2 separate regions of the Neogale vison genome follow, and region 2 is linked to region 1. The links are chromatin contacts, called in public Hi-C maps. All regions are on one chromosome and are shown on one strand. The core of a region is the stretch at or near the end of the contact, and the rest is flanking DNA. Distances in the headings are between cores, read along the strand shown. Region 1 has its middle 25 kb from the start of DKK3. Region 2 overlaps MICAL2 (F-actin-monooxygenase MICAL2).

Region 1 (5,188 bases), core at 1,883-4,382:
ACCGCTGTGAAGGCCAGCGGGGATTTACAGTCGTTCCCCTTCCTCGGGCAGGGGGACAGCCCCAAGACCCCCCCAGCGCCTGAAGCCGCCGATGCGACCCAACCCTAGACAGACTGTTGTTTTTTTTCTTTTTCTCCAAACATACCCACCTAGAATAAGTTGAATTCATAAGTGCAGCACAGTGAGAGATTAACAATTACCAAGCATAAAACAGTTAAAACAACATGCTGTAATAAGTTATGTGAGTGTATCCCTCTCAACATAGCTTATTGTCCTGCACTCACCCTTCTTCCTGCAGTAACGGGAGAGGATAAAACGCTTCCGTGAGGACAAGAATGACGGGAATGTCCTAGGCACCGTGGCCCACTGGGCTGCCATTGACCTGGCCGCACATCAGGAGGGCCATCTGCTTCCACACCATGGTTGGCAGCGGGTAACAGAAACCCCAGAGCGAAATGAGGCCAAGGAGGGTCTACCCAAACATAAAAGTGAGAACTGTGTCCATGGAGAAATAAAACCCAGCTGACAACCAGCTTCTCTGCATGAGCTCTGCCGAAGGCCGTGGGTTCATCAGTGGAGGGATGTAACTAGCCAGCCCATTATTTTATCTTTTACTGCAAAACAGCATTAAGGTCAATTAGTTATGTAGTGAAAATGCCTGCGGCAAAGACGTGTACAGCAAAATTACCCAGAACCGATTCTGGGTGCCGCTCATTATGCTCTATCAAGAGCTTATACTACAAAAACCTGGAGGGGGCTCACAGAGGCAACCCCCTGGCCCAGCTTCTGCTCACGATTGACTCGGACATATCCCACATTTTCATCATTCTCAGCGCCTCACCAGCAGGCCCCCCGGAGAGCCAGCTAACCGCCCCAGACTTCCGCCAGCAGCCCTACCCTCTCCTGCACCCTGCCTGCCCCTCTCCTGCACCCTCCCCACCCAGAGTCCTGAACCCCAAAGCCTCAGCTGTGCCTCCCACCAAAGCCTAGAAGCACTGGCCCAGAGCAGCCCTTGCCCTTCAGCCACACAGAGGGGCATGACGGGTGGAGGTGCCCATGGCTGGGGGAACGACAGCCTGACAAGCTCCCTCCACCCTGTCCTGCCCCCTTCTCCCTGCAGTTATATCTGTGCTCAGCCGCTGGCTCACCACCAGAGAAAGAAGAGGAAATGCCCATCCCACACACAATGTTTATTTCCTTATTTACTTCCTTACTATCTGCTCCCCCTAGATGAATATAAGCTCCATGAGGAAGGATTTATGTTCTCATCCTATGGCTGCTATAACAAATTCCCACAAACTTAGCAGCTTAAAACAACACAGATTTATTATCCTACAGTTCTGGAAGGCAGAGAGCTCTCTGGGCTAAAATCAGGGGCAGAGCCGCATTCTTTTCTGGAAACTTCAGGGGAGAATCCAGCTCCTTCCCCTTTCCAGCTTCTACAGGCCACCCACACTCCTTGGCTGGTGGCCCTCTTCCATCATCAAAGCCCGAAATCCCATCGCTCTGACCTCTGCTTGGCCCTCACATGTCTGACTCTGCCTCTCTTGTCTTGCTCATGTACTTAGAAGGACCCTCATGATTATGTTGAGCCTCCTGCCCCCTCCCACCCTGTTCCCCAAGATAATCTATCTTCTGGACAGCTGATTTGCAACCTTAAACCCTCCCCCTCCCCCTGACGTGTAGCACAGCCCATGCACCTGGTCCAGGATTAGAACATGGATGTCCAGGGGGTGGGACAGACATCATTCCACCTACAGAGTTCGTCTCTTCTCACCACTGTATTCCCAGGGCCACAACAGTATCTGACATGTACCGGGCCCTCTATAAATACGTGCTGAATGAGTAAGTGAATGCGTGCATGAATAAATCACTAAGAATAATATTTAATTTATAAATAAACATCTAATCATGCATATGAAGTGCCGGGCACTTTTCACAATGCCTTATGTGTATTAACTTATCGGATCCCCAACAGCTCCATGAAGTACATTTTTATTATTACCCAGTAGCCTTCTACAGATGAGGAAATTAAGGCACAGGCAGTCAGGTGGCCCTAGTCTCCCCAGCGAGTTAAGGGGTGAAGCCAGGATGTAATCTCAGATTTACTGAGCTTTATTGTGTCACCGGCCCTGGCTGGGCACATTACATTTATGATCTCATTTCATCCTTACAAGAGGCCATGAGGAAAACGGGCAGAGAATGAAGTCACCCACTCGGCTGAGGGATTCTTAGGGGTTCTGTGGGGCGGTGGATTGCATGTTGCTTCTTCAGCCTCCTTTGATGCCAATCAGATCAGGACCCCGTGCCCCTAAAAGGGCTGTGGGTGCTCATGTCCCCACCACGATGCAGGGCTCCTGCCTTGTACTCTATAAAACTAGGGCCCAGGCTCTCAGCAGGCCTGTAGCAGACCCTGAACTTCACCAGTCATGGCTGCTCTGTCTTCTGGAAGCCTGCTCTCCTTCAAGGAACAGGAGCCTGTTTCATACCTCATCCAGAGCTGAAGTTCATTGCCCGGTCCCCTGATGATGCCTCTGCGGATCCCCCTACTGGGCCCCACACCTGTTTTGCATGGGCCAGAGCTGTTCACTCTGCCTGCTGGCCCCTGTCACTGGCCCCCGTGATCGGCTGCTCCTCCACAGTCACTTTTTTTTTTTTAACTTTTTTTTTTCTTAAGATTTTATTATTTATTTGACAGACAGAGATCACAAGCAGGCAGAGAGGCAGCAGAGAGAGAGGAGGAAGCAGGCTCCCTGCCAAGCAGAGAGCCCAATGCGGGGCTCGATCCCAGGACCCTGGGACCACTACCTGAGCCGAAGGCAGAGGCTTTAACCCACTGAGCCACCCAGGCACCCTCACAGTCACTTTCGATTTATCCTGCCGGCCTGCTCTTCAACACCATTAGCACACAGGCCGACAGGAAGCCTCCAGACCTGGGCCTTAGCCTCCCCCAGCCCTGCAGGGAGAACACTGCTTGCACAAGGAGACAGCACTACCCCCTTGCTTGCACCTTAACCTTCGCAGTCAAAGCCAAGGAGAGTGAAACTCACCCGTGCCTGCCAGCACAGTGGGGCAGCGCATTTTCTGTTCCTGCCAGCACATTTTTCTAGGTCAATGTCAGATCAGGGAAATCCAATACCACATGTCCCAACTTTTTATTTGAAAACAGAGAAGTTGCTTTCCAAAATAAATAGTGTTTACAAGCAAAGGCTGGAGAAGGCTCCATCAGCAATGGATTTGGTGCCCAGGCAGGACAGATTCTTCCTGGCTTGGCTGCCGTGAACCCAGTTGGCATTGGGTTCATGGCAGCCAGCTCCAGCCCTAGGAGAGGCCGGACTGGGGAGAGAACTTGTGTATGTGCACGTGTGTGTTAGTGTGTAACCTACCTGTGTGCGTCCACGTGCATTTGCCTACATGAGCACATGCGTGTTTCTTTAAGGGTATGATTAGCATGATTCTGGGTATGATTAGCATGCACGTGTAAATTGGGGGGCTACACCCCTGCACTTGTGCTTGTAGGTATACAGGCACGTGCTCCAATGGAAAGACGCTCCCGCCTGGTCAATGTGTTCCCAGCCCTGCGTCTCAGAGCCCGGCCGGAGTCACCTCCCTCCTCTCCTCGCTGCTACCTCCAGCCTCAGCCCTCCTCCTGTTCTTTTTCTCAGCTGAGCTGGGGCTCCGATTTGAATGTGCTGCGAATGCATTTCCTCCATCCTGCTCCCTCCCACTGCCCACCCACTGCCCACTGCCACCTGGACTACTCGTACGAGCCAACGGAGTGTCCTTTCTGGGGAACAGGTTAGGATCCAGCAATTTGAGCTCCGGGTATGCGGACAGCTCTCAGTTAAAGGTCTCTGGTGTCCCATCACACCACAGTCACCTTGACTTCAGAATCTCCCTCCCCAGACCTTCCTACCGGTGCCGCCAGCTCGACCTGCTCCAGGCCCTGCCTGTTTCACAGTGCCGAGCCCCACTTGCCTGGCAACCACCTGCTTCATCTAACTCAAGTCACTCAGCCAACCTTCTGAGAGCGGAGGGATTTTCTTGGCAAACGTTCCTGGCTCCCCCTCCACAAAAGCCTCAGCTCGGCAGCCCCTGGCACACATGTAAGCCCGGGCCGGGCCACTCCCTCAGCCACCTCTGTGTTGCCCTCTCTCATGCTGTTCCTCTGGCCCAGCACCATCCTCCCATGCCACCCATCTGCCATTGGCTGTGCACATCCCACCCTACACTACTCTGCAGACCACATCTGTTCGCCAACCCCCGCCCCCCACCATGAGGCCTGTCCCGTGAACCTCCTGGCCCGACACACGCAGTCCTGTGTATTGCCTCAGAATGGTTTTCAGGTTGCTTCACGCACTTATCTTGCCCTCCCACCTAGATTGCAATCTCTTTCTAGAAGTAAGCCCTGTGCTTCCTTTGAATAAACTGTGGAAACCGACACAGGTCCAAACACAGGAGAGAACAGAGATAAGGGCTTGTGTGGGAGAGCAGCTGAAAGAAGACAGAGCTAGAGTCGGGGATGGCCAGCCCTAAAGCTGCATGCCAGGCTCTGTGTCTGCTGACTCACTGCCCACCTCATGTAATCCTCCTGGAAACCAGGGGAGCAAGGGAATATAGTCCCCATTTCACAGATGAGAAAACAGGCTGAGTGAGCCCCAGTGACTTCTCTGAGGACGCAAAACTAGTCAATGGCAAAGTAAGGGGTTGATTCTAGGTGGGTCTGGTTTCATTTCTCTGTTCCCTTACAACAGCCGCAGCGACGGAAGGACATGCGCTAGAGTCAAGAGCTTTCTGAAATTCTAGAGCACACCCACTGCAGGAGAGGTGAGAGAAAGCTCTAGATTCATGCTATCCAACAGAACTTCCTGCAATGATGGAAAACTTCATCCCGGTGCTGTCTGATGTGGGAGCTGCTAGCTGGAGTGGCCACCGAGTACCTGGCAAGTGGCTAGTGTGGACTGTGCTTTTTATTTTATTGTAACTCATTTTAATTTCAGTGGTCACCCGTGGCAAGTGGCTAGTGTCCCTACTGGACGGTACAGCCCGAGGTACAGCCCAACCATGTTCATCCTGAGTAAATAGAGGTTTGCTCTCCAATAGCAGAGTGTTCCTATGAAACCTTTCACAAGCCAAATGGTGTAAACCAAGAAAGGCATTGCCATTAATTTATACACTCAAGCCCCCC
Region 2 (5,290 bases), core at 2,219-4,718, 210 kb before region 1:
TATACCCACTCCTATCAGACTCCCTGCCTGCGGCCACTCTGCTGACCCATTCCGAGTTCCCTCCACAGTATCCAGCCTTCAGATGTTAGCTCACTTCCTAACCCAAGACAGTCCTCGGCCTCAGTTTCCCCAAAGCTCCTCCTGTGGAACCCATATAGACCAGGTCAACCGCACCCCCAGAGAAGCTCCTTCCAGACCCATCTGGGTTCTTCAGGATTCTGTCCTGCTTTCCTTATACATGCTGACAAGTGTGTCAGAACACGTATCCCAGTCCTGGGCTCTGGAAAGACAGCCACCACACACATATGTTCCACAGGCTTCCAAAGTGAAGCCCTCCAGAATGCTTCTGAGGAAAAGATAACCCAGGGGAAGAGATCCGAGGGTGGCAGGAAGGAGCTGCTGGGAGAAGGTCCTACGCTGCCAGGAGCCGATGCAGGGGAGGCTGGCTGGCCTGTCACCCAAACCCCCATTGCAGCCCACAATTAGATGGTTCGAGCCTAAAAAGGCAAACGCTGTGAGTCAGTTGTTGCCTTGCTTCCTGTCTTCAGCTTGCCAAATTCCTGCCGAATTCCTCCTCCTCCTCTTCCTTGCCCCCTCATTCCCTTCCCTCAGCTACCTCCTGAATCAAACTCCTCAGCTTGTCTCAGAGTCCCCTTGGCTCAACAGACTGCTTCTTTGTTCCCCCTAAGAAATCTCTGGAACCTCTGACACAGAGCCAGGGACACCTTGGAAACCAAACCTGACAGGAAAGCCTTGGGGTTCATGAGGTCACGACCCAGGGCTGCTCCCTCTCTCCTTTTATTAATCCCTGCCCCCCACTCCCATCACGGGGGAGGTCCTCTCTGCACATTCGTTCCTCATGCACTGACTTCAGGAGAACTGGGACAGAGCTCGAGGGGACACCTACCCGTCAAACTGCCACCTGGGAGGGAAAGGCCAGAGCTACGCTGAGAGGCGATGGGAGATCTCACCTGCCTGAGGTGGCTGATGTCTTTGGGTTCCCTCAGAGGATGCAAAGGGGACCTGGAACCCCACCCTGCTTCACACCCACACCAGCTGCCTGACATTTTCCTCACGTGAAGAATAAAACGGCCAGCATTGCTTCACAGGGAGGCCAAAATGGATAAAAAGTGGCGCCTGGGGTAGAACGCAAAGTCAACGCAGCACGCTAGCTAAATATGAACTCTAATCCCTCTCTTCCTCCCACACACACAAGTTGTGGCCAGTAATGACACCATTGAACTGACCTGTTCCAGAGGGGGCTGCACACCCCTACCCTGGCAGGGATTTCTCTAACTTGTAGGCTCAGGGATTCCTCATTCACCAACTCAGATCCTTCCCTGCAGGTTCCTTCTTGTTTCCCGTGGACGCTTGGCACGGTCCAGCCAGGCTGTCTCAGTCCCGGGTGCTGCCAGCCTTGCTGGTCCCATCACGCCAGGGCTTGATGAGCAGAGCAGGCCTGGGTTATGGCCCTCAAGCCTCCTTTGGCTCAGTTGCCTCTTCTCTGGGCCCTCTGGCAGTGACCTCTCCCTTGGCTCTAGAGGTCACTGAGACTACAGTCAGCATAGGGAGGGTGAGAAGGGCACTGACACAGCTCCCTCTGTCCTCCCACCAGTGCTGGGGCCAGAACTAGCCTTGACGGGTTAGTGAATGGACCCAGGAGACGGCGCCCCTGGTTCTGCTCCTTACTACAGTAGGACCAGTGTTGACCCCTGGGGTTTCCTCTTGGGCAAAGTGAAGATGACAAAACGACGCTGTGAGGATTCTTACAAAGATCGGGATTCCAGGGTGAAGCTTCCCAGAATTTGGAGTTTAGGCAATGCTCCAGTCTTCCAAGGTCTCAGAGCGCCCTCTAGGGGCAGCTTCCTGCACAGGCAGAGCCCATGGGCTCCGTTTGTTTCTGCACCAGGTCCAGCCACCTCATTCCTTGGTTCCTGTGTTTGTTCACTCATTTATACTCATTCATTTAGCAAGCAACGACTGGACACCTCCTCTGGGACAGGCCCATAGAAACGACCCCAACTGAAGGCCTGCCCTCAAACCAGCTTTTACATACACTTGAGAACCAACATCTGGGATAACTAGAGACACGCCGATGCCCTCAAGGGCATCCCAGAAACCAGGCTGCTGGTTAGCTGTCCTCTCTCTCCCGTGCCTCCTCCAGCATCCCCTAACCTGCTAGCAGGGACCCCCACCAGACTCACTGCTCGTACCCCAAGGAACTTCTCAAGGGCAAAGTAGAGCCCCTTGTACTAGCGGCACTCAGTGAAGTCAGCTGTTAGCACGGGGTGAAATCCGTACCCAAATGGACCACCCCACCCCACAGAAGCAGATTTCCTGTAATCTTTCCCCAGAAAGGGGAAATGGAGTGACCTGGGCCTTCAGTAAACATTAAATTCCCCCTTTTCTTGTCACCCTCAGTGCCTGGGACTGCAGGATGATTCCAGAGTCATTTCAGGGTGCCCCGGGTGGGGTGGCTTGCTGGTGTGCCACTGTTGTCCAGCTCCAGAGGCACCCATTATTCCAGCCTCACCCAAGGGAGGGGAGGCCTCGAATCTGAGGGTTGCTAGGAGAATGAATGACTCATGGGCCAGGAGTCCACATTGACTCAGAAGGAAGGAGCCAACTAACTAGTGCTCTGTTCCAACTTCAACAATGGCTCTTTTTAGAAACTTTTGTCTAACCCAAGGCTTTCCTGGGTCCACCTCTCCCAGAGCAAAGCCCAGAGAGAGAGTGTGGGGGCAGGGGAAGGTGGAAGGGGGACTTGGAGATGGATTAGAGGGCCCGGGAGGGGATGCCTGCCCTGTAAGGGAGGCCCCACAGAAACTGCAGCCAGCCCCACAATGCGGTGCCCCCATGAGTGGGGATGCTGCGCCCCCTAGTGGTATATCCAGATGCCTTGGTGTCCGTTGTAGTCACTGGTCCTCACCCAACCCTGTTCTTCGCAGGGATGCTGGGATCAAAGCCTGCTCAGAGAAAGAAGCAGGTGTGTCTGTATGGATGGGTGTGTGCATGGATGTAGGTGCGGCTTCTTTCACTGCTATGCCCATGACTGCCTTCAGCTGATCTGTCAATCCAACTCGAGTGCACAGAATGAAAAACATAGAAGCTCTGGGTCTCGGTTTCCTCATCTGTGTTTCAAAAAGCTTGCAGCCAATCATTACTAATACCCTTCCAGGTGCAACAGTAGCGCTCTAAGGCTCCATGATTCCAGACTGGGGAGCTGAAGGAGGAAGAAAGGTCCTAAATCCTTGGAAAATGCTTCCTCGAGTCAGCAGTGGAAACAGTCAACCTTCTATTTCTTTCCTTGCCCCTAACATCCCAGAGGCCAGGTCAGAGAGGACACGCATGGAATGAGAACAGCTGCCCCTGAGAATTGAGCAGAAGACACTGCCCATGCCCCTCCCGGCCCACTCCCAGAGAGCTCATGACTCACTCGACTGGAATTTTCTTCTCCAGCTCTGGTATTTGCTGGGACTTGGAGACTGGAAGCTACTGGCCCGTTGCAGAGCTGTGGTACAAAAAAAGAAAGGGGGAGAGAAGACAGAGAGGGAGGAAGTTAAACTTAAAGGAAAACTATGGGGTTTTCTCCTGTGGCACATTTTATAGACTAATAGTCATAATTGACTGAACCCCTTCCTTTTCCAGACTGCATCTTCCCATTCCTATGACACACCTCCCACCTTTTTATTTGGTCTCATATTGAGACCCTGCTTTGGGACAGGTACGGCGATCATTCAGAAAATGCCTCAAATTATGAGCCATCATTCTAACTCACCCATAATTAACATACATGTGTCCCTGTGTATGTGCACACATGTATTCACACATGCCCATATATACGCGTGCTTTTGTGCACACCTGTATGCTCGTTTTCAGCAAAGCAGTTCTTCAAAGCTGGTCTCACATCAACATCCCATATATGGAGCAGACAAACCGGAGTTGCTCTCAATGAAGCCTGGAAGCTCCAGGAAGTTCTACGTCCTCTCCCCCTCCCCTACAAAGCCTCCCAAACCCTTCAGGAACCAGGATTCCATGGACTGTGTACTGAAGAGCCTCCACTCAGGTGGGTCTTGAGAATTAGCTGAGTGAGATGAATACCATATGCAGAAGAACATGGCCTTGGCCATTCAGGGTGGGAGAGATGCACATGTACCCCATTCCCACTCTGGGCCCTCAGATTTGGTCTCAGGCTCCGGGTCCCTGTGGCAGTTCCTTCAGAGAACCTCTCCTTCAGAGAAAGAATGGGGACCCGCATGCACAGGTGGGACAACGGGGCGAGGAAGGAAAGAACGCCCCAGGAGTGATGTGGGTGTGGGAAAACGGGGTCGGGGAGGTTTGAAGCCAAGGCCCAGCCCTCTCTTGGTAAGAAATCCTGGGTCCCACACCCTGCCAGTGCTCAGAACTGGGCGTCAGCTCTCATCAGCCATACTGTGGGGGTGCAGATGGCAATCCAATCCCTTCTGGGGGCTTCTCTTCCTTGGGACAAGATATGCCAGCTGCTTCGGCCCCTGACTCCCCTCTTTTCCTTACTGTGGAGACCACATGAGCCTGTTCTGTCTGGTGGGTTCTTTGTCCCACAGGCCTCCTGTCATATTGAAGCCACGGGTTTGAGGGGGAGCTCTGGGAGGGGGGTTCCAGGGCCCAGCCTCCTCTCCCCCCACCCTCCAGTTTGGGCCTGTTCCTCCCTTCTGCAGGCACAGGGCGGGGTCAGCCTGGCTGGACAGTGTGCAGCAGGGGCAGGCGGGCCTCTGGGAAAGCTACCTCCTGCCGACCATTACTACAGCCCCTCCGTCTGCTGGTGGGGAAATTTCCTGAAAAATGTAGAAGGCAGCTTCAGGCTCCTATTTTATTGCTTCTCCTCAGCCTTTTCACTTTGTGGAATGGAACTTATTAAAATTGGCTAAAATTCACAAGCGATTTTCCATTGCTGGTGTTTATAGGACACACATGTGCACATTTTTAACCACAATAGGAACAACAGGGTGGGTAGCAATGATTCGATCCAGTCGTTTTGAGCAGCATAAAGCAAGCCCGGTTCCCTTTTTCATCTTATATTTTATTTATATTTATTTTTAGGGAGCACTTTTGGAGCTCTTACTGCATGACCAACTACAAAAGGAGTAAGAGGTAAGTATCTTGCCATATGGTATTAATGATAATAATAATATTGTTTTATTGTTACAAACTAGCAGTATGCCCTGTAGGTCATTGGACCATCCCTGTTGTCAAATTATTGCCAGAAAAAAAAATGGAGAAATACCAATTTTTCTAAAGCAGAATAAGATGG

The links. A called contact is a pair of places that touch in the nucleus more often than the background predicts.
Region 2: a contact with region 1 is called in a Hi-C map of fibroblasts, with 10 times the contacts expected there. The contact joins two enhancer-like sites. A contact is called at or near these places in 2 of 3 Hi-C or Micro-C datasets (fibroblasts and muscle).

The regions. Positions count from the first base shown.
Region 1 is chr7:160,033,600-160,038,787 of ASM_NN_V1, reverse strand. No RefSeq gene overlaps it. Among named protein-coding and RNA genes, the nearest start is that of DKK3, 25 kb to the right of the region's middle. Within about 2 kb of position 3,132, the one cell type or tissue checked has open chromatin away from gene starts, as enhancers often do. A contact at or near this core is called in fibroblasts, where this site is marked.
Region 2 is chr7:160,241,604-160,246,893 of ASM_NN_V1, reverse strand. MICAL2 (F-actin-monooxygenase MICAL2) reads right to left here. Exons shown (of 31, transcript XM_044258847.1): 23 at 3,437-3,511. Among named protein-coding and RNA genes, the nearest start is that of PARVA, 67 kb to the left of the region's middle. Within about 2 kb of position 3,468, the one cell type or tissue checked has open chromatin away from gene starts, as enhancers often do. A contact at or near this core is called in fibroblasts, where this site is marked.